2 separate regions of the Lactuca sativa genome follow, and region 2 is linked to region 1. A link is a contact called in public Hi-C data. All regions are on one chromosome and are shown on one strand. Each heading gives the region's core, a stretch centred on a gene start, on an enhancer-like site or on the middle of the called end of the contact. The rest is flanking DNA. Distances are from core to core; before and after follow the strand shown. Region 1 holds the start of LOC111917023 (protein ALTERED PHOSPHATE STARVATION RESPONSE 1). Region 2 holds the start of LOC111917024 (type I inositol polyphosphate 5-phosphatase 5).

Region 1 (6,470 bases), core at 1,967-4,466:
TCCTATATCCTTACGAGTGTTTTTACAATGTCAAATCTCCTCACCAAAACATCTCAAACTTATTCTCAAGAACTTCTCTCTCTCTCTCTCTCTCTCTCTCTCTCTCTTTCTCTCTTTCTCTCTCTATCTCTCTCTCCCTCTCACTGATCACCATGGTCGCTGCCTTCACGCTTCTTCATGAGTTTGATTTAGGGCATGCCTTCAATGCCCCTACATTTCCTGTAACAATCAAGAACTCCAGTCAAGTTGCATTCTTTGATGTTCTTCTCAAAGTTATTGGAACAGAGTTCGAATATTTTACTTAATTTCTTCAATCAATCCCTCTCACTACTAATCTCACACATGAATCCATTAGAATAAAGGCTAGAGAACTGTGCGAATTTTGGTATATTGTTGAATATGATGAAGATGATAATTCTATCACCTGAACCATCACTAAAGATAGGACTCACGTGACTATGAACATTGATCACTTCAGAACTACTCTTCATCTCCATGTTCTCAATAAGTTCTTATCTCTTTAATAAAATTAAGTTATGTGAAACATTCTTCTAGCCATTGGGTATGACTTTAACAAACAGGGACCTCATTCAAATATGATAAAAAGGGCTTGGATATCATTCCGATGGAAATATATTCATGTAATCATCAATACACGTTTATCCCACAAAACCAATAGATAGGATCACTTAAACCTATACGAGATATATATTCGATTTGTTATGTTTCATGGTCACAACATGGACTCTGCACAAATCTTCTTTGATCAATTTGTGTCACTAATACAAAAGGTCCCTTCTCATTAGTCAAATGTTCATTTTCCAAGATTTTTATCCTTAGCTAGGTATCAAGGCAAATATCTAATCCCCGCTTAAATAGGGGTTCACTAAATGATATACCATGATGAATATCATCATCAAAATGATAAACCGAGGATCATAACATTTCAAAAATGTAGTTTTCAAATTGTTATGATTTAAAATGACATGAAGTGAATAGCTTATGATCGAAATGTTATAAATCAATAAAAACAATTATCAAATTTGAATGGTTTAGGATCCATATATTTTATGATCCAGACATGTTGCATTAAACAAATAAATGCTATGATCTAGCTTCCACAGTTTTTATGATACATACATGTTATGATCCAAAACATAACGATCCAAATACATATGTTCATAATCTAATTAGGTGCAATAATATTCCATATATTATGGTGTATTGGCATAGTTAACTAGTTCAATAATCTTATAGCTTATCTAGTAATATATTATCTTTTACGTAATGGACATGCATAATTGTTTCTTTAGGTGGTTGGTTTTTATCTAGTTAGATATTTTTTTTACATCTACTTTTCTTTTTGATGATCATCTTTCTTCTAGACACACCCATAAATCCATAACTCTCTCATCTTTTCTCCTAAACATCTTTTAGATTTACAAATTTTATATGTAGACTAAAAAGAAACTGTAAATGAAGGGTATGAAATCACTCACTTACATCTTACATAGACATAAATACAATCAACTTGTGTATGTAAAACACAACAAAATTCTAGAAAACATTTTGAACACCTTATTGTATTTAACTTCTTAAAGACATTTTTTATAACATTGTCATATGATTATGATAGAGAGAAATTACAAGCTTTTCATTGAAAAGCATAAAGGCTACAAAGAATAAAGCGGTGAATAAATACTAGCAAGACAAAACCCTAATGGACTAATGACTAAAGGGCCCATAAGCACGTGAGCTAATAATATATAGGCTAACATCCCCCCTTAAACTCACAATGCCATAACAATAAGAATTGAGAGTTTGTCACACAAGAACCGAACCCAAGAAGCCAATAAAGTCTTCGTAAAAATATATGCAAGCTGCAAGGTTGATGAAACAAATAGAAGCGATATAGTTCCTAGCTGTAAGTGATGACGGTAAAGTGACAACCAATCTCAATTTGCTTTGTCTACTAATGGAAAACAGAATTTTTCGCAATTTGTATCGCCATATGATTACTAGAGAGAAATTACAAGGTTCTCAATGAAAAACATAAAGGATACAAAGAATAAAGCGGAGAATAAATACTAGAAGACAAAACTCTAATGAGCTAAATACTAAAGGGCACATAAACATGTGGGCTAATAATATATAGGCTAACAATTTTAACAAACACATTGATTGCTTCATCAAATTGGGATTTTAGATAGTCATATAATTCAAAATATGATGTTGTTGATGTCCATTAGCATTCATTAATGGGCTAAAGACTAAAGACTCATAAACATGTGAGTTAATAATATATAGACTAACAATTTTAACAAACACGTTGATTGCTTCATTAAATTGGGATTTTAGAGAGTCGTGTAATTTAAAATATCATGTTGTTAGATGTCCATTAGCATTCAGTAGCATTGAATTTCAGTATGAATCAACTTTCCTACCAAAACATTCTAAAAGGTTTCAAGCATGAATTTTATTACTTAAAGTCTTTTTTTAATAAAATTTCAATTTTTAACCTAATTCTAAAAAAATAGAGTTGTAGATGAACATTTTTTTTCTAAATCATGTTCGATTCGTATTGGGTTTGAATAGCAATGAAACTAACTTTAAATCAATTGTTTACCAAAAAAATAAAACATGAATTCACTTCGATATGAGACTGACTATAAAAAAATAGAGGAAGATGAACAATAAAATATCGTTTTCGTTTTCAAATCTAACCTGATTTGCGTGATTTGAAACGAATATTGTAGCTTTCAATAGAAACAATCACGATTATTGTCTTCGATTTTAGTTGATGAATAAAGGAAGATGGTGAACAATGGATGTTACGTTGCTCAAATGTCTCCCTTCTCATCCCAATCTTCTTTAAGTATAACAAAATTCATTTTTTGTTTTAGCCAAACCCAATTTTTTGCATCCCAAAACAATTATTTGTTTGCAGCCCAATTCATTATTTGTTTGAAAAAGCCATTAATAAACATGATTGAACGAAATTATCCTCATAATCTTCACCAATTTTCGAACTTTGACCAGATCCAGTATTACAATTACCTTTATAATTTCGTGACGATAGTAAATATTTTTTACTACAAATATTCCTTTTTTTAATAGTTGCATATAATTGACATGCAAGCTTGATATATTTTTTGTATTATTATATGATAAAGTCGTCGCTTTTTATCACAAATATATTATCGTACACTTTTTTAGTGAAGGGAACAGCTTTCAAGGAAAAAAGGTAGTACGCTCTTTGTAGGGGAAGAGTGAGTGAAAGAACAATGGTAGTGTTGATGAGTCATCGTCGTGTCCATCCTCTGTCAGATTCCCTTCGCCTTTTCCATTAAATCACCGTCAAAAATCCCGATTCCTAATCCTTTTCAAAAGTGAATCGATTCCCAGATATTCAAATCATTCATTTCCCAATGTTAAAGTCATCGTCTCAGTTCATCCTCTGTATTTCAACTACTTTTGTTGACAGCAAATCCACCTTTTTCTCCCAATTTTTCATCTGGATTATCCCATTCTGCTTTTTCCTCAAAAACCCAACTCGTTTTGCTTCTAAATTAGGGTTCTTCGTGTTTCTCTGTTAACATTTCGTGGTTTAAGTAGAAGTAGAAGAACAGAATTCAGATTCTCTCCTCTTTGTTCTTCGTTTCATATCGTTTCTGGGTTTTCGTTTCACTGATGCTGGAGTGAAATCGTTGATTTGAAAAATGGGGATTTCGAGTTCAAAAGCAGAGACATGTGAAGCTTTGCGATTATGCAAAGAGAGAAAGAAGTTCATCAAACAAGCAATTGATTCAAGGTACAATTTAGCAGCAGCACATGTTGTTTATATTGAATCCCTTCAAAACATAGGAATCGCCCTTCGTAAATTCGCAGAAAGAGAAGTAATCTTAGGCTCATCTTCAACCACATATGCCGAGAAACCCCCACCCCCACCGCCATCTCCACCACAGATTGACCTGAATGGTGCCACCGGTGGCGGTGGCGACCAATCGGATTCTCCATCTCCGCTGCCAGATATGAGCTTAAATTACATGAAATCCAGTGGGGCTGGTGTTGTAACTGTTAATGTAAACCCATCGAAGAGTAGTAATTGTAATAAGATTTATTTAGACGATGTTGAAAATCCGTCATTCACAATGTCGCCACCGCAGCCGCCGCCTCCTCCTCCTCGTTATTCTTGGGACTATTTTGATCCAACAGAGGGAAGCTTTAGATTTATGAGTCATGAACGATTTCAAGTTAACTCCGTTGATACAAATGTCCATGATCAGTTCCCTGATCAAGATGCCGATTTGGGAGAATTCAATACACCTCCTGAATCAGTGAAAAAGGATCAAAATCCGCATTTTGATGATAACAATTTGGTTGCTAATGAAGCAAACGGAGTCGCTGAAAATGAATGTGATATGAACGATGGTTGTTTGAGTGAGGAAGAAACAGAGGATTCTTCAGAGTTCGTCATTCATGGAGGTAAAGATTTTCTTTCGGACATCAAAGAGATCGAGAATCACTTCATTAGAGCATCGAAAGCAGGAAATGAAGTTTCAAGAATGCTCGAGGCAAATAAGATTCAATTTAGCTATTCAGACGCTAAAGGTATTTTCAATTTAGGTTTTAAATTTTTGTTTTTTCATTCAAATCGCTAATTAATTTATCAATATGATTATTTATTTTATTTATTTAAGGGTGCGTTTACCCTTTTTATTTTATTTTATACTATATAATTTTATTTATCATTTAAAATAAATGGTGTAATTCAGGTAACTCAACATCAACAGGATCTTCTTTGGCACTCCTAACTTGTTTTAAAGGCGAAACCTCACTTGTGTTGCATGGTACGTAATTTTCATTTTAAGAAATTGTACTTCGAAATTTCTACCTAAAAGTAGGAAGCTATAATAAACAAATCATGTGTGTGTTTTATTTAGAACCTCAACAAACAGCAAAAGTGATTACATGGAAGCGATCAATGTCTTCACGTTCATCATCATCATTGCATCCTCCAAGCACACCAACAAAAAATGATAACGAAAATAATTTCATGGAAGAGTTTTGCATGATTGCAGGAAGCCATTCTTCAACTCTTGAAAGATTGTATGCATGGGAAAGAAAGCTTTATGATGAAGTGAAGGTACCCCGAAAATCTTTTTCCTATTACGACTTTATACTTTGAAAAAATCTACCTAATTATGACATTGACTATTGCTTTGTGCTTTTGGGTGACATTGTTATAATTGGGTAGATTTCTCAATTTACAATGTTGTAATATGAAGAAATGATAGATATGATGCTATAATAAACAAATCAATGAAAATATGTTGTTATTTCTTATATTTATCACTTTAAAGTTGATGAAAAAAATTCTTTTGATTTGGGATTTTGTAGGCAAGTGAATCTATTAGGAAGGAGTATGACCGAAAGTGTGATCAACTTAGACATCAATTTGCAAAGGATCTTAAACCTCATGTGATTGATAAAACTCGAGCTGTTGCTAAAGATTTGCATTCGCGTATTTGGGTTGCGTTACATACGGTTGATTCTATATCAAAACGGATTGAGAAAATAAGAGATGAAGAGTTACAACCGCAACTTGTGGAACTCATTCAAGGGTAAAGCATTAAATTTTAATTTTTTTTTCTTAAATGAACATTGTGGATTTATTTTACTTTACTAAAATATTAACAAATGAAATACTGTAAATATTTAATAAAATTATAAGCAAATATAATAATACTAAAATTTAGCATTGTAAAAATGTAAAACAAAATGAAATGCTAAATATTAAAAAAAAACACACTACATTAATTATAAGAATAAATCGAATGCTTAAAACTTCAAATTATGAATCATAAAACATAAAAAAATGGATTACTTAAATTAAGAATTTTAAATATTTACAAAACTTGCATCTTTTATAGTAATTCCTAGAAAGTTACAACCAGAATACTAACGGTTCATAAAGAACAATCAAACTTACAATAATTTTAAGAATTGTAAATATATTATAAAGAAATGGAATTCTTAAATTAATATATGTATAAAAAAAGTACAATAAATGTGCTGTTTATATCAATTACTAACAAACCAAGCACTTAAATAATTAATATAGGACAAACGAAATTACAATAATTATAAAAGTACAAAAAAAACTATTTAAAATGTTATACCCAAATGAAATACTCAAACTAAATATCATAAAAATTGCAAAACGATTATTTGACTTCTAGAAATTTACAAAGGGAGCATTGTAATGCTATGTTTGGCCTACTAGCTGAAAAACTAGCTGTTAAATAAAAAGCTAGCTGATAGCTAAAAAGCTAGCTAATAAAAAATAACGTTTGATAAAAATAGTTGAAATATATAAAATTACATAAAAGGACATGTAAAAATATGTGTTTCTATAATTAATTAAGGGGTGTATTTGGAAACTTTTAAAAAAGCTCTTAAAAAGCTAG
Region 2 (6,470 bases), core at 2,149-4,648, 140 kb before region 1:
ATATATATATATATATATATATATATATATATATATATATATATATATATATATATATATATATACGGGTTGGTGGGTTGACCCGTTAACCCAAACAGATAACCCAACCCAACCCATGAAATACGGGTTGGTGGGTTGACGGATAAAAAATCTCAACCCAAACTCGTCTATTTTCGGATTGGGTCAGTGTCGGGTTACAGGTTGGGTCGAGAGTTGTCGCCTCTAGTTAAAATGTAATTTCAAAGTATTTAATATCATCGTTTTTCAATCAAATATATCATTTTATTTCAAGAATGTTATTTCAAAAAATTTAATATCACCATTTTTAATAAAATGTTTGATTGTACGCCTAATATATATATATATATATATATATATATATATATATATATATATATATATATATATATATATATATATATATATATAGGGTTAAGTTCAAAAGAGAACACTATTTAATGTGAGAACGTGAGAACACTACTTTATGTTACTATTCTACTATGAATTTAATATGTATAGTATTGTACTAGTTATAATATGAACTAGGTGTGAGACCCATATGTTATATGGGTTTGATAAACCAAAAATTAAATATTAAAGTTTCAACAAAATTTTATTTAAATTTGAAATTTAAAATTAAAAATTTAAAAATTAAAATTTCAATTTAAAAGGAAACATATTAAATACTATATGAGTATTAATATTGTAATTTATTGTTTATTTTCAATTAAGATAATTATTAATTGAGGTGTAAATATGATGTATTAATTAAGAAAAAATAAAAACAAAATAAGAAAATGACAAATGAAAAAAACATTTAATCAAAAATACCAAAATTATTTTCATTTATTAGGGAGGATATATTTAGTTTTATATTGTTATTCTACTTTAAAATTTATATATATATATATATATATATATATATATATATATATATATATATATATATATATATGTGGTAATTTAGTAAATTCTAATGTGAATGTTAAATATGTGATTATTCATATATTCGGTGATAAATAATGTCATAAAGTTGTAAATACAAAATTTTAATGTGAATATTAATGTGTGATTATTCGTATATTTGTTGATGAATAATGTCATATCGTTGTATATACAAAATTCCCAATAGAATAGTAACATAAAACAGTGTTCTCACGTTCTCACATTAAATAGTGTTCTCATTTGAACTTAACCTTATATATATATATATATATATATATATATATATATATATATATATATATATATATATATATATATATATATATATATATATATATATATATATATATATAATGTTTGTTTAATTTGTTAAGATTCTAGTAAAAAAACAAATTTCTTTTAGAAATTTCGTAATTGTTTATCAGAACTTTGGACTAATTCTTAAAGTTCCAAATTTTTATTTCTAAATTCAAAAATTTAGTCTAAATCTAAAATGTCATCCTAAAAATATTTTTTTCTTAGAAAAATATTTTTCTTTGTCCATAATACTTTATTTTGGAGTTGGTGGTTATTTTCCAATAATTTTTTTATTGTTTCTTTAAATACACTTTACATTATGTTACTTTTATTATGGTTAGTTTAGCTAATTTCTCTTCTATTTATCAGCTAATATGGAATTATTCATTTCCCTCTAACTTTTAGTGGTATATATTATGTACGTTATCCATTTCATTCCAATAAACACAATTATAATGTAGTTTTTTTTATATAAAGTATCGTATATTATGATGAGATTGAAAAGCACATTACATCATAGATATTTGATATTTGAATCATTAGATATAATTTTATCCTCTCTAATAAATAAAAGTTTTTTTGCCATTTGTCAAATTCTTAAGAGTTTTGTCACATGTAATTTTGTGAGAGTTTTAGAATTATTATTTTCGCACTTGTAATTTTTTTAAGAATTTCCATTTTTTAAAATAAAATTTCAAATAAAAAAAGAGAATCATTCTATTAATTTAATAATAAAGTTTTATAAATGCTCTAAAGAAGATTTGATTTTTTTTATAAATGTTTGAAAAGATTACATTATGATATGTAAAAGTATTATTTTATAAAATATTTAATGTTTAAATATTGATATAAAATTTTTATTTTTAATAAACCCGTGTAATACACGGATCTCACAACTAGTTTATATTAATAAAGAAATCGTTAGTGAACTTTTTGATAACTTTCCAAACGTTTATTTAACAACATAAAAACTAGCGCATTGGTTAAGTTTATTAGATTTAACCTAGAAAAATGTTTCATATATGAACCAAAAATTGAATTTCGGAAGGGCACGATCGTAAATTTGAAATATGTAAGCTACGCACCTGAATGATGTTTCGCCCACGACACATTCTGTCGAGACTCGATTTTCAGCGCCAAATCTATTTTCCACAAATAATAATAATAATAAGTGATTTTCTAATATGTGATTTATATATATATATATATATAAAAGAAATATTAATTGATAATATATATTATCATAATTAATTATAAAATACATTAATTATAAAAAATATTATCATAATTAAATATAAAGTGTATTAATAATTTCCATAATTAATAAATGTATTTCGAATTTAATTATGATAATATTTTTTTCATAATTAATACTTTTTACTACGTATATTAGAAAATCCCTAATAATAATAATAATAATAATAATAATAATAATAATAATAATAATAATAATAAGTTTTTAATTATTTGAAGAGAATATATTAAACTAATTAATCACCTTGAGGAGCCCCATCTGAATCTGCCATTTCCTGTTCATCGTTATCGCTGCCATCTATCTTTCATCCAAATAAATTCAGAATTATCGACCTATTGTTGATGATTTAATCAGAATAGTAATTATCGTTTCCATACAAAGATCGGCTACCTTTGTTTTCGCTTCGTCCATAACGGACTTGTCAGGGGTGGTGCCTGTGGCGGCGATTTGGCCTGTGGTGGCGCTGTCGCTGCTGTCATCTGCGGCGATGTCGGTAGCCTTAGTCATGACAACGGCCAGTTTATGATCATTCTGCTCCGGCGTGACGCCCTATGATTTATTTTCTTTCTTCTTTCTTTGTTTCTTGTGATCGAATTTAGTTTTGTGGTTGGAAAAAGATGAAACAGATGTAGTTATCGAAGGTGGGCCACATCGTACGTTTTCTGAGGGGTTTCATGTCCATTTTTCGATGAAGGTGTAAACGTGCATGAATTATGCGGTTTTTATGTATCTCTCTTAATTTAATTTTGTTTTTAACTCCTCCTTTCACGTACTTCCGATCCATTTTATTTGTCAACATTAACATTTTTATTTAAGATCCTACAACTTATAACAAGAATATATATTGCCACTTTAACTTTGAAATAATGTTATCATATTTTTATGTCAAGGTTTTGCTTACTGTTCTAGTTACACAGAAAAAATAAAAGTATTATATGGATTATTTAAAAAAAAAAAAAGCATTACATGGACTTTTTTTATAAATTAAAAAATTACAAAACTAAATCCGTCAAAATCTAGCCAATCTAAAACATTGTTGTTCAGTTCATCGATTTTTATTATATATAATATAATAGTATATTCAGAACAAATATATATATATATATATATATATATATATATATATATATATATATATATATATATATATATATATATATTCAAATGTTTCTAGCAATTATTGTGTGTCAAAATACACCAATAAGAATTCAAGAAATAATAAATAATTAAATAAATCATTTAAGGATATTTTGGACCTTTTTACTTTTAATTAAGGAAATCATTTAATTAAAATCCTACAATTAAAGAAATAAAATCATTTAAGGGTACTTTTAATTAAAGAAATAATAAAATGCACCAATAAGAATTCAAGAAATAATAAATAATTAAATAAATCATTTAAGGATATTTTGGACTTTTTGTACTTTTAATTAAGGAAATCATTTAATTAAAATCCTACAATTAAAGAAATAAAATAAATATATTTGACCTAGTCATTTAATTGAAATTTTGTCAACCATTGCCCTACCACCATCTCGTGTCGTTGCCTCCCTCCAGATCCACTTTCGTCGCTGCCTTTGACTTGCTCAATAGATGTAGCCGCCTCCGACTTCTCCACTGCATCGTATTCGTCTACCATTTGCCCCTGGCATGCTCCACAGGTATACGCTAATTGTGCCTCCAACTTTACCTCTGATCCTCTTGTTGGCTTTTTTGTTTTCGGATCAACTGGACCATCCAACTTCACCCACTACTACCACCGAGCACTCCACTGCCACCCCTTTATTTCAATGGAAAATCACCGCCAACACCCTCTATTACTACTGTGATGCCGCTTTGAGAAGTCCTCCACCTCCCTTGACTTCGTCCGGCAGCAGGAGGCTGTTGGCCTCCACCGTTATCATTAAACGCCCCACCATCGCCGCCCGCCGGCTGTTGCTATTCTGTCACCTCTAGCCACCCATTTCGGTTAAAGGTAACCTCGCATGCCTCTATTTGCTTCCTGTATACTTCGTCGATTAATAGAAAACACAAAACGATTTTATTTTGTTACTAGTCGTGCATAAAGGTCGATACAGGAGGAAAGTCTCCTCCTGTTTATCAATTGTTTATCAACTGAACCAAACTCCCAAATTAAAATAAATTTGTTTAACCCAATTTCAAAATTTATTACAAATCTAGTCCCTAACTCAATAAACTTCATTTAATTTGTTCAAAACAAACCCTCTCCTACAAATGATTTTTATACTGGTCCTAATAGCCTAAACTAATCATTATTTTATCTACATTTAACCCTCCTTGTGATTTATTTTCAAAATAATTTCAACTCTATTGCAAATGTGTGTTTGTTTCTTGAATTCATGACTAGGAATGAATGCAGTTGCGTGTTGATGATTCAATCACAGCTCTTGAATTATGTATTCAATCACAACTCTTGAATTCTGTAATGTATTCTATTAGAATTTATTTATATAAATGTATTTTGTTAGAATATTTGAGAATAATTGTTAATAACAAGTATATCTGTTTAACTGGTAATAAATTTGTGATACTTTATGGTTGAGTTTTTAGTCTCTACTACATTCTGTCAGAATTTATAGTTTTTTATTTTCTATTATATTTTGTCAAACTTTATAGTCTTTAATACATTCTGTCAGAATTTATAATTTTTATTCTCTTAGAATGCATTGAATTTTTTAATTTTTGAAACTTGATTATGTTTTCTTTGTAGATTTAGGTTTTGAAGAGGCTAACATTGATGTGGAGAAGGAAGAAAACATAGACAACGAGAATGTATTATACCAGAATGTGTTATGCTACAATGTATAAAGTGTTGCTTAAAAATAATATTTTCTCAGAATAGATTAGTGTTTTTGTTAGATTTTGATGTTTTTTTTCTTTTTTCTTTCAGAATATTGTTATTATTTAATGAATCACAATCATAAAATGTAATTATTTGGTATATTATAGGTTCAAGAATTGATTTTGTGTATTCTTTTCAGAATGTATTTACTAGTTTATGGTTGACATTCGATCATTCTGACAGAATAAAATCGAAAAATATATTTACTAGTTTATGATTACCATTCTATCATTCTGCCAGAATAAAATTGGATTTTTTATTTTGAATTAATTTAAAATATTCAGATTTTTAAAAATAAAGGAATTAATTATCCCTAAAAATCCGAAATTTCTTTTTTTTAATATAGGTTAATTGACTAAAATGCCCTTATGCTGAAATTTGTGTGATTATATGGTACATGTTATCATATTCTACTATCATAACCTAACCATATATATATATATATATATATATATATATATATATATATATATATATATATATATATATATATATAAGCATGTTCAAATGAAAATAATTCTTAATTTGAGAACAATTGAGAACAAATTTGGACAATTGATTTTAAATATCAAAAATTGAAAATTTTATTAATATTTTTATTATTTTTATTAAGCAGACAGATAAAAAGACCCAATTCCATTGACCCACTCCACCCCATGCCACCCCCACCCTACCAATATACCAATATCTGATGTTCCTATCCCCTTTCACAATGGAAGTTGGAGCACAACTGACCACTGGACAGATGTCGGATAACCCCACCGGACTTATCAAAAATCCGTTGGAATAACCAAAATGGCGTCGAAATCAACGAAATGGAGTCAGAATCACCGATCGATGACTCTCAACTTTCCTAGATCTAGTTGTTCACTACATCCTTCCACCTTTACTCCTCCCAACGTCGGCCGCTACTATAGAATCTGAAATCACCTCCGCCTCTCCCCTCCCAAAACCGCCACCCTTAACCATTGATGGAATTTGGCCATATGAACATTCCTATGTGCACATGCAAACCCTAGTGCTTGGATCTAGGTTTCTCTAATTAAACATGCTTTGAATCCAAGAATTCTAATGACTAATTAGGTATAAGAACAATACAAAATCAGATCT

Evidence for each region. Hi-C and Micro-C count contacts between places; a contact is called where the count stands out from the background.
Region 2: a Hi-C map of seed shows a contact between it and region 1, with 3 times the contacts expected there. The contact joins the promoter of LOC111917024 here to the promoter of LOC111917023 in region 1. A contact is called at or near these places in 2 of 4 Hi-C or Micro-C datasets (leaf and seed).

What each region holds. Positions count from the first base shown.
Region 1 is chr4:300,434,537-300,441,006 of Lsat_Salinas_v11, reverse strand. LOC111917023 (protein ALTERED PHOSPHATE STARVATION RESPONSE 1) reads left to right here and starts at 3,216. Exons shown (of 5, transcript XM_023912669.3): 1 at 3,216-4,611; 2 at 4,776-4,850; 3 at 4,944-5,146; 4 at 5,401-5,624. The coding sequence starts at 3,720.
Region 2 is chr4:300,577,387-300,583,856 of Lsat_Salinas_v11, reverse strand. It overlaps LOC111917024 (type I inositol polyphosphate 5-phosphatase 5), which reads right to left and starts at 3,398. Exons shown (of 10, transcript XM_023912670.3): 1 at 2,888-3,398; 2 at 2,741-2,798; 3 at 2,328-2,384. The coding sequence starts at 3,004.